2 separate regions of the Mus musculus genome follow, and region 2 is linked to region 1. A link is a contact called in public Hi-C data. All regions are on one chromosome and are shown on one strand. The core of a region is the stretch at or near the end of the contact, and the rest is flanking DNA. Distances in the headings are between cores, read along the strand shown. Region 1 overlaps Il31ra (interleukin 31 receptor A). Region 2 overlaps Ddx4 (DEAD box helicase 4).

The links. Hi-C and Micro-C count contacts between places; a contact is called where the count stands out from the background.
Region 2: a Hi-C map of megakaryocyte-erythroid progenitors shows a contact between it and region 1, with 2.6 times the contacts expected there. The contact joins two enhancer-like sites. A contact is called at or near these places in 2 of 39 promoter capture datasets (3T3-L1-derived adipocytes and embryonic stem cells), 1 of 15 datasets of contacts at CTCF or cohesin (the G1E-ER4 cell line), 10 of 484 Hi-C or Micro-C datasets (the C2C12 cell line, the G1E-ER4 cell line, the HL-1 cell line and 6 more), 2 of 115 datasets of contacts at active chromatin or transcription factors (acute myeloid leukemia and bone marrow-derived dendritic cells) and 2 of 9 other capture datasets (adipose tissue and pancreatic islet).

What each region holds. Positions count from the first base shown.
Region 1 is chr13:112,538,059-112,543,602 of GRCm38.p6, forward strand. Il31ra (interleukin 31 receptor A) reads right to left here. Exons shown (of 17, transcript NM_139299.2): 10 at 3,012-3,228. Among named protein-coding and RNA genes, the nearest start is that of Il31ra, 40 kb to the right of the region's middle. Within about 2 kb of position 3,458, at least 11 of the 459 cell types and tissues checked have an H3K27ac peak or open chromatin away from gene starts, as enhancers often do. A contact at or near this core is called in megakaryocyte-erythroid progenitors, where this site is marked.
Region 2 is chr13:112,637,017-112,642,560 of GRCm38.p6, forward strand. It overlaps Ddx4 (DEAD box helicase 4), which reads right to left. Exons shown (of 22, transcript NM_001145885.1): 4 at 4,134-4,211. Among named protein-coding and RNA genes, the nearest start is that of Ddx4, 13 kb to the right of the region's middle. Within about 2 kb of position 2,340, at least 7 of the 459 cell types and tissues checked have an H3K27ac peak or open chromatin away from gene starts, as enhancers often do. A contact at or near this core is called in megakaryocyte-erythroid progenitors, where this site is marked.

The DNA of each region.
Region 1 (5,544 bases), core at 2,208-4,707:
TGACAGCAGGACTAGAGGTGGAACTCAATCAGTGGAGTGCTCAGGGAAGCCCTGGGTTCAATCCTTAGCACAGCGTAAACCTGCTATGCTTGTATACTGGGGAAAGAGACAGGAGGACCAGAAACACAAGGCCATCCCCTGCTTCACTGTGAGTCTGAGGACGGCCCAGTTACATGAGACCCTGTCTCAAAACCAACAAAAGGAGCGGTGATCAGCGCCAGACAAAACATCTCCCCAGAGAATCTCACGTATTCCGCACAACGGTTTTGTGAGATTGATGCGTCATGTAAGAGTTCCGGTTTACAAGCACCTTAAAGGGGTCAGCTGGCTCACCCAATGGGAGCGGTATCTTGTGGGAGAGCTAAGGTTTGAACCCAGGGCTGCTGGACTCCAAGGACCACACGTCCACCCTCTGCTCTCTCTTGCTTCCCATTACAGGGCAATAGTGGGAACTGAGATTAGTTACTTTTGGCAGTACCTCTATTTATCAAAGACTATCTATCCCAATCACATATCATTTGTTTTGATGTCACTAGACTCTTAGAGCCAGGAACTGGGATGTTAAGGACACTGACTCAAATGACAAATGACAAAATCATGAGCCTTGCAGAATTCTAAAATAAAGGCAGAAGTGGGTCAGAGTCAAGGGAGGAGGGGGAGAAGGACAGACGGCAGTGTAGAGCTGTGACACGGATGCCTGGTCTAGGCTGGGCTGAGCAAACAGAGCTGTCAGTCAAAGAGAAGAGCTCCTTGATGTCCGTGCCAGCTCCTCTGTTATTTGACATTCAGGAATTATCATTGTTTTTAAAGAAACAAAACCCAGCAAACAAACAAAACGCTGCCCTCTGGGCCCACAATCAAGCATCATTGGGCAATATAACCAGATTCATCAGGGGAGGGCAGAAGAAGGAGGAAACTCAAATTTGGGTGAGTAACGGGATGAGGATGGAGGGCGTGAATCTGGGAGGAGTTAGGAGAAGAATATGTTCAAAATGCATGGCATGAAATTCTTAAGAATTCATATAAGTATTGTTTTTAAAAAGTACTGCCTTCATGGGGTATGTATCCTCTTGAGAAGGGGAAGGGAAGGGGGGAAGGAGAGGGAGGATGGGAGAGAGAGAGAGAGAGAACAAAGTAGACACCAGAGGATGGGAAGCTCTGTGCAGACAGCAGAGTCCCATTTATTGCTTGCAAGTTTTAAACCCAGACCCAAAAGTGAAGAGGCTGAGGACAAAGCTCAGTGGGTAAAGTGCTTGCTGCATAGGCATGCGCAGCCGGGGCTGGATCCTAGCAACCACATAAGACCCCAGGCATGGCGGCCCATGCCTACAATTACAGCACTGGGAGGGAGACAGGAGGGCCCCAGCAAACTTCCTACCAGGCAGTTTAGTCAGTCAGTGGGATGTGGTCAGTGAGAGACCCTAGTGTAAAAAATAAGGTGGAGAGTGATAGAGGAGACATCCAGCAACCAGTTCTGGGATCCACAGTGGTGCACAGACACACACACATACACACACAGGCACACATAGACACACACAGGCACACACACATACACAGACACACATAGACACATACAGACACATACACAGACACACATACACAGATACACATAGACACACACAGACACACATCGACACACATACACAGACACACATAGACCCACACAGACACACACACATACACAGACCCACACACACAGACACACACACAGACACACACACATACACAGACACACATAGACACACACAGACACACACACATATACACAGACACACATAGACACACACATGCACAGACACACATAGACACACACAGACACACATACATACACACACACACACATACACAGACACACACATACACAGACACACATAGACACACACAGACACACATAGACACACACCGACACACACACACACATACACAGACACACATAGACACACACCGACACACATAAACACACACAGACACACATATGCACATACATGACACAGCACTCACACATACACACAGACACGCACACATGCACATACATGACACAGTACTCACAGTCACACATTCACACACACATAGGCATACACATCTACATATACAACACAGCACTCATACACACATACCCACAAGACAGCACTCATCCATACATATGACATAGCACATACACAGGATATAGCACACACACATACATAACACATACACAGGACACAACACTCATACATATACATATGATATAACACACACACATACAACATAACACTCATATACACCACACATACACACACACACACACACACACACACACACACACACACACAAGACAGCATTCACACACAATCCAAGAAGACTTTTTAATTCCAAAACAGAAAATAAGGCTTTGCCACTTTGCCTGGGTTCAGTAATGTCCAGTGTGGACTCAGTAGATGCCAGGCATGGTGGCTGATGTCAGCAATACCATCACGCCTGACATGAAGCAGACCTGCCTGTAAATTAGAGGGCAGCTGCAGAGTGGGATCTCTTGTCAAAAAAACTTAACAAGCAAGTCTATATACATACAAGGGGTTTTCCTAGCTGGGCAGTCAGGTAGAAGGAGGAAAGACAGAAAACAGGACAAGGAACACTAAACCACAGCTGGGACACAGGGACATCTGGGAAGAACAGAGTTTAGGAGAGGACACAACTTTGATAACACAGGTCTTGAATATGACCTATTTTTTTTTTTATGACTCAAGCCAGCATTCAACCATTTGGACCAGAACCAACAGAAGCAGCAATCACAGTTTCGAGGCTGTGACTGGGCTGGGGGACTGGGCTTTAACTCTCAGCACAGGCTTTGTTCCGTGGAACTGGAGTTTTGGGTGGAAGGGACTGTTAAACAGATCATGTTTCTCCACAACAACCTAAAGAGCCCCCGTTCCCCTCTCTTCCATCTGATTAAAGAGGAACAGCTACCCTGAGGACAGGGACCACTCTTTCTTGAACCAGATGGGGCTACACGTTGAGAACGAGGTACCTACTCTTCTCATGGACATCTGGGATCCTCAGGATGGCCTCTTGGGACTTGCCAAGAGAATTAAAAGAAGTCACGGACACAGAGTGTGCCTGGCTCATCAGAAGCAGTTCATACTGCTGGGTGGTGATGTTGTTTATCTCTGTGAGGTTAGTGCTGTTCTCTGCAAAGTACTGTATGTGGTAGCCAAATGTTTTCTCCAAGACGGGGGCTCCTCTTGCCTTCTGTATCCAAAGAAAACAAAAGTTATTGCCGATACCAGAAAGAGAAAGGCACGGGGACAGTGACAAATGGAAAGATGTCATGTTAGCCATCAGACGCTAAGTTACAAGCAGGTGTTTATCTTTCCAACACAAATGTTTGCTGGCAGGCGATGTCAACCCTTCAAGTGGCAGAAGAGATGATCTATACCAAATGGTAACTTGATATCAGTTAATACAAGTCCAGCTTCATGGGGCCAGGCTGGTGTGAGCAAGCCACTTCTAATTCCATCTGTGTCTTTCCTTCTTATCATGTGTGGGGAGGGGTGTAAAATCTAGAGCCAAGGCATTTCATTCTGGGCCAAAACCAAGTTCATCAAAACAAGTCATCAAAGGCTGGTGGGTAGCTGTGCCTTTATCTTTTATTCCTACAGTTTCCCTCTACAGGGAGATTGGTGTGTCCTGGGCAAGATGTCCAGCTAGGTAATCCAGCCAAAAGGACGAAAATACTCAGGGCTTCCCTGCCCAGTCCAAAGTGAAACCCCAGAAACCCTGACCCATTTTCTTATTTCTAGTCTTGACCTTAGACACACTGACCAGACGTTTTATCTAGGAGTAAGCACGATGAGTAGTTCTTGGGAACTCTGGGGACACCCAGTTTTCTGATATTTATTACTCATTACAAACATACGTGGGACAGAATGAGTGGCCGTGTGCTCAGACAGAGCTTGCATTCACTTTGACCCAGTGCCATCCTAGTTCAGGAATCTCCCTTTCACTGGCCAGAGGAATAAGAAGACCAGCTAGAACCTGTCTAATGTCTAAACTAGAGGTCCTCATGATGAATCCTTATCTCTCCCCTTTTGTGTTTTGCTGACATGTAGTTCATATTTTTAAAAAATTGCTGGATGTTATTATTTACTTATTATCAGTGTTGGAAATTGTGCCCACAGCTTCACCAATGCTAGGCAAGCACTTTACCACTGAACCTATCGATTTCCATATTTAAATGTGTACAAGTCAGTGGTTCTCAAGTTAGTCACAAAATCTCACATCCTTTACCATGATCAAACTTTTTTTAGTGCAGGCTCTGCTAAAGAACTCGAATTCTTAGGAAACCTAGAAGGGTGGTGGCGCACGCCTTTAATCCCAGTACTCTGGAGGCAGAGGCAGATGATCTCTAAGTTCAAGGTCACCCTGATCTATAGAGTGAGTTCCAGGACAGCCAGGGGTACACAGAGAAACCCTGTCTCAAAAAACTAAAACAAAAAATAAAACAAGCAGAAAACCATCATCTCCTGAGGCACAGAGGTGAGGTAGGTGGGGAAACCTGGTCACTTATTTCTCAGGCTGGCCTGCTGGACTCCTCCCACTGCCTAGCAAGACCATGCAAGGGAAGGCATCATGCCAAGACCACATAAGGGTAAGCATCGCTGCTCACATCCACGGAGCCATCCCTTTCCACATTACATCATGCCCAAGGTTAATATCCTCAGCATCCCTGGCTGTGCCTCCCTATGTCCATGCCTTGGGTGACCCAAGGAGACGGACAGAACAATGTCAACCCTGAGGTGATTGGTTTGGGGCTGTCACTTAGCAAGCCAGGATGATGTCGCCACTCAGAAGACTTAAACTGCCAAACTTGAGCAGAGAGATTATTTCTTGATAGTTCTGCAGACATACAATCGAGTCCCAACAGCTTCGTCTTAACCTATTCTTGATCCCTTCAACTTCCCATTTTTCTCTTCTGTTTCCTGTGGGTTTTTCTCTAATTTTCCCTTTCCTTCCCTGTTTGCCTCATTGCTCTCCCTTTGTGTTCCCCGGTCTCTCTCTATCTCTCTTTCTTTTTTCTTCCTTCCTTCCTTTCCCTCTCTCATTTTTTCCTTTCTTCCTTCTTTCTCTTCCTTCTTTCTTTCCTTCCTTTTTTATTTCCTCTCTCTTTTTTCTTCCTCTTTCTCTCTTTCTCTCTCTCTCTCTCTCTCTCTCTCTCTCCCTTCCTCCCTCCCTCCCTCCCTTTCTTCCTTATTAGTTCTTTCCTTCCCCTCTTCCCTGTATCATTTACCATCTTCTTTTTTTCCCTCAGGCCCATACTTTCACCCTAGAAAGGGCCACATGACCACCTCTCCTGCCTTTGTACACTATACTAGTCTGTTACTTAAAGGAACACACATATCAAATGTGTTGGTAATGACAGATGAACACACACACACACACACACACACACACACACACACACACACGAATGCTGATGACCCCAGACAGTGCTCCTTGTAGGTATAAGAATGAAGCTGCAGGAACTCACACTGGATTCTAGGGGATGGAAGCCAGAGGCAGCTTCCT
Region 2 (5,544 bases), core at 1,090-3,589, 98 kb after region 1:
ATACTCTTCTTCCAGCCTGGAGTTGGGGGTGGGTGGTGGGTGCTGAACTCAGGGTATCAGACTCGTATAGCAAATGAGCCAACTTTCCAGCACACTAAATAACTCCATTTTCATGCTGTGAACATAGCGAGGATTTTTTTTTCTATATGCTGTTCCTTTTGGCATAGTATCCCTGCTTTCCTATTTTTCCTATTTAATTTTTCATTCTTCAAAAGACCAATTCCTCTGTGAAGTCTTCTCTAGTACTCTAATCATTCCCAACAGCATGCTACTCTCTGGGCTCTTCTTAGTAATAGTCCGTGTGTCTCTCACCCACTAAGTTAAGAACCAGCTAGGCTTGGTAGGACAAGCTAGCTCCTTAGGAGGCTGAGGTAGGAAAATCCCTTGAACCCAAGAGACTGGAACCAACATGAACAACACTATAAGAATCTCGTCTCAAAAAAAGAAAAATACTCTTAAGGTCAGAAATACAGGGAAGATAGTTGGTTCTTGTTTATAGTATTTTCATTAATTGTTGAGAGAATCTCATACAGTTTATTTTCAGCATATGTGTGGGTGTGCGTGCAAGGGTATGTACACACACACACACACACACACACACACACACGCCTTACCTTCTCTACCTGGAATAGAAAAGAACAACAGACACAGCCAAATCAGCATGCACTGTTACTATAAACTGCAACTGTGAGAAAGTTTCCTGTGGTCCCTACAAACTGTCTTACCTCTCTCTCTAACATTCCAGTTTAGAGGTGTTGAAGGAAAACTTCAAAATTCCTAAAAGCCTGTATTAACTACATATGCCAACAACCAAGTATTTTCATCATATCTTATGAACTGTAATGTAATTCAAAAACCTAAAGATACTCAGCCATCATTTGAAGGATAAAAAAAGCTAATCAATGTTATATTTTAATTCTAAGAATCAAATCAAAAGCACATTAACACACATTGAATTATACAAGTTCAAAAAAATCACTGCCAAGATTAAACTATATATAAAATTGTAGGTCAGCCATAAGGAGAAGAACTTCTGAGATTATATATAGTACCAAGATAATTGTTAAAGTTATTGCCATTCAACCAGAAGGGTTATTTTGGTTTTGTCTGAGACAGATCTTACTGTGCAGCTCTGGACTGGTTGTGAGCCCACAGGCTCCCAAACTTCCGTACTGCTAGGAATATAGCTGTGCATTACCATACCTAGCTCAGAGTTCTAGTTTTAAAACATCAACATGCATTTCAACCTAAAACATATGAAAATAACTTGTGACAAAATCTGTTACATTGGCCCTTTTCTCATTGAGAAAGTACTATTTAGGCCAGGCATGTCATCACATGCCTTTAATCCTAGCACTAAAAGAAGAAAAAATTCTGGAAGTATAGTCTTCTACTCTTATTATTTAGAAGCTTTCATCAAAATGTATCATACAGCCTCTTCAAAGTTTGAAAATATAATTACACTGTTAATTCTCTCCTAAATATAATACTAAGATATAAGTATTTCCACTGGCAGTAGGAGCTAGCAAACCTTTGAACCTTTTGTCTCACTTACAAGGTTGAGATTAGTGTGGTGTACACGTTTATAACCCTAGAACTCATGAGGCAGAGGCAAGAGGATCACGCAAGTTGAGAGCCAGTTGGTTCACATAGCAAGTCCACGGCAGATAAGGCTATACAGTAAAACTCTTTAAAATGGGAAAACAAAACAACAATCCACTATATGATCCAAACCATCAATGTACATTAATATGTAAACATTTAAAAACAAAATATACATTAATATTTAAATATCATAACAACTAGTAGTGAGATGCTCAAATATAAAATTCAAATTTGTGTTTATATATTAATAAGAAATTAGGTTTTCCAAATGTCAAATGAAATACCTTAATTATGATAGCAATAGAAAAAGAGTTAATCAAGTTTTTCAAAAGATAAATTTAAGAATGAGTGTTAGCCTCCCCCTGAGCAGCATAGTAGAGCTGGCCCTGATGGCAGGGTGGAGGGGAGCTGGCTACTTGCCTGCTGTGAGGTGGTGTGGGCAAGGGCAACAGAGAGTGCTCTCCTCCTCCTCAACACCTGAGGCAGTCAGGAGAGCTGGCCCTCGCTGCCCTCACTGGCTGCATGCAGCACAGGAAGAGCGGGCTGGCCCTGCACCCACCTGGGCAACACAGTAGAGCTGGCCCTGATGGTGAAGGCACAAGTGAGCCAACCTGAAGATGTGAGAGTGGGAGAGCTGGTCTGGTCCAGCCCTTTTCCAGCTGCAGCACTGGGTGAGCTAGCCAGGGCAGTACTGAAGAGTTCTCCCTGGTGGTGCCCAGGAGAGCTGGCAGAATGACCAACTTAGCTATCACCCAGGCCCAGATCCAGGGCTTTAAGTTGGGCCACCCCCAAGACCTCATCTATTATCTGCTGGAGCACGTGAAAGGCTGGTCCTGCTGATCCAAAGCTACAGCAGTCTCATGACACGGGGCAACAAAAGGATACTCAAGAGGAGTCCTGGTAAGGATCCAGTATTGATGGTGTAGCAGAAGTCAGAGGCCTCAAAACCAGACCAGTGACTCACTGCAGTGAACATCTGTAAGTAAAGATGTGTGGGGAAAGGGGTATACTGGGGGAAACACTGTGATACACTACAGCTTCCACAATGAGATGTTTTCTATGCTTTGTTTTATTTTTATTTTCTGTTTTCTTTGGAGGGGGAGGTTGAAAAAGCAGGGGGCAGACATGAAGGACTGGAAAAAGCAGGGGGCAGACATGAAGGACTGGAGGGACAAATGGGGTTGGGGTGAATGATGTGAAACTCACAAAGACTAAAGGTTAAAAACATATATATTAAAAGAAGCACAAAGAGAAAAAAATGGGTGTGAGATATTTTTAAATTACCAAACAGTCCTAGCTATGCTATGTCTTGAAAGACAAAAAGCTCATAAAGGCTCGAGTTAGCATGAAATTTTAGGGCCATGTTATTGCATTATAACAAAAACATAGTATAAAATGTTTTCAACACTTTAATATTAAACTCTATTAATTATGGGGAAATAAAGGTATTTTGCTCTAAAACTACTAAACCCAAATGTTCCTAGTTTTTTGTTTGTTCACATGTTTGTTTAGAGAAAGAGTTTTGCATGCAGCCTAGGATGGCCTTAAACTCAAAATCCTCCTGCCAAGTGCTGGAATTACAGTGTACATGACAAGTTTTGACAGCTTAAAAATGTAATTTTAAAACCCAACATTTGGGATGTGGAGGCAGGAAGACAAGAATTTTAAGGCCAGTCTCAGCTACATAGCAGATTTGAGGCCAGTCTGAGATACAAGAGACCCTGTCTCAAAAATAAGTAAATAACTTGTTAAACTTAATACCGATGAGCTAACAGGAGTATCTCCCATACTGCTTTTTGTTAAGAAAGCTAACACTCAACAAGTTCCCTATACCCTAAGCTCCCATGGTTTTTACAACATTCTTCTCACATCAATTCCTAGAAACAGAAACTTGAAATTAAGCAGCAGCTGATCTATGGGACCAATCTGTCTGTCTAGTCCACTTAACTATGTCTTATAATACCAGAGAGATAAAACAGCATAAAGTACTCAGGCATTACCCAGTGTGGTGGGCAGACCTCCACTCCCAGCACTTAGGAGGCTGTGGAAGGAGGATCCCAAGTTCAATATTTGTCTGTACTGTATTACACATGGAGTTTATGAGCAGCCTGTGTTTAAGGCCAGCATGGATTATACTATAGAGTTTAAAGCTAGTTGGGCATACCTGTTCTCATTTCTCTGCCCCACAGCCCTGACATTAAATAAAAATTAACTTGCCAAGCAGTGGTGGTACATGCCTTTAATCCCAGCATTCAGGAGGCAGAGTCAGGTGGATCTCTGGGAGTTCAAGGCCAGCCTGGTTCTACAGAGCAAGTTATAGGACAGCCAGAGTTACACAGAGAAACCCTGTCTCAAAAAACAAAACAAAACAAAACAAAACAAAAACAAAAACAAAATCACACACACACAAAAAATTAACTCAAAATCTATTATCCACTAAGTTATAGCAGACTTATAGCTTTGCACCAAATCCAAGCCCCTGTGCCATTATTCAACAGTTCAGATGACTAAACAAAGATGGCGCTTACCTCTGCTTCCTAAACTTCTTCCAGAAGGAAACCCACTTCTCATGAAATCATCTCTTCCAGAAGGCCCATCTTCCATTTCTAAAGCAAACAACACTTCAAAGCAAGTCAAATAGAAATATGTGTCCAAATATACAAATTTAAAGCCTTTTCAATGTGCCACACACTTAACAGAGAAATTGTATTTACTTGACAAGAAAAGTGACAGATCCAAGCTACTTGGGAGGCTGAAGCAGAAAAGACCCATGAACAGTCTTAGCTACAATATAAGTTCAAAGCCATCTATGTATTGAGATACATTCTCAAACCAAAATTGAATCACAGAGTTAAAAGAGGGCTAGGAATGTATCTCTGTCTTGCTTAGGATGCATGGGGCCTTAGGTTCCACCTCTAGTGTAAGAAGGAGAATGATAACAAAGAGCCTGACTGAAAAGTGAGTTGTGGTTGTTAGTAGCTTCTATAATGACCCTGCCTGTAGATGGTTCTAACCACCATGAGCTGGCCCTCCTAGATCAACTAGCAATAAGGAAGGTGCTCCACAGACATGGTCTCAGACCAGTATGATCAGGTAAATCTTCAAATGAGGATCTCTCTTCTAAGTGACTCTAGGCTGTGTCAAATTAATGATAAAAACTAACCAGGGCACAATAATTAAAAGCAAGAGACAACATAATAAGATTCCCTTTCTGGGAAAATGAAAAGAAACCAGATCAAGTATAACTTGAGAGAATGAAAAGGTAAAGAAAGCAAGGACAGCTAACCAGAGTCAAGCAAGTCTGTGTGTCCACAACAGCAAAAAATATGTAATATAGATCCATAAGATTCAAATGAAATTTGATACAATTATGTCAGGATATATAGAGAAATCTACAAAAGAATCAGTCACTGTCAGTGGACGGCAAACCCAGAGGCCAAGATGTTGGATAATTTGGTAATTTGAAATGTTATTTAGTTCCTCCCTAACTTTTAAATTTCTGACAATTATGTAGGTATCTATCGGTTTTAGTCTACATTCACTTGACTAGAATGTGCTGCAATAAGGAAATAACTTTCTAAGTAGGTCCACAAGCTACACTTACAATCATAAAATAGGACCAACACAATGGGTCAGTAAGGGTACGTGCACCAAGCCTGACAGCCCCAGAGCCCACATGGTGGAAGGACTGACCCTGACTCCTGCCAGCTGTCCTCTTCTCTCCACTCCTGGGCTGCAGCATGCATGCATGCCCCCACCCAAAACACACAATACATGTGATACTCAAAATGGTTTTGAAAATATTTTTAATTGAAAAGAACTATAAAAAATTCCTTGTTAACCAAAAGAGGTGCACTTTATTTCTCTCGATTCATTACCTTAGCCTAAGCATTCATAGATTAATAGTTATGGCTTTTAGTGGGTGGTTATTTCAATCTA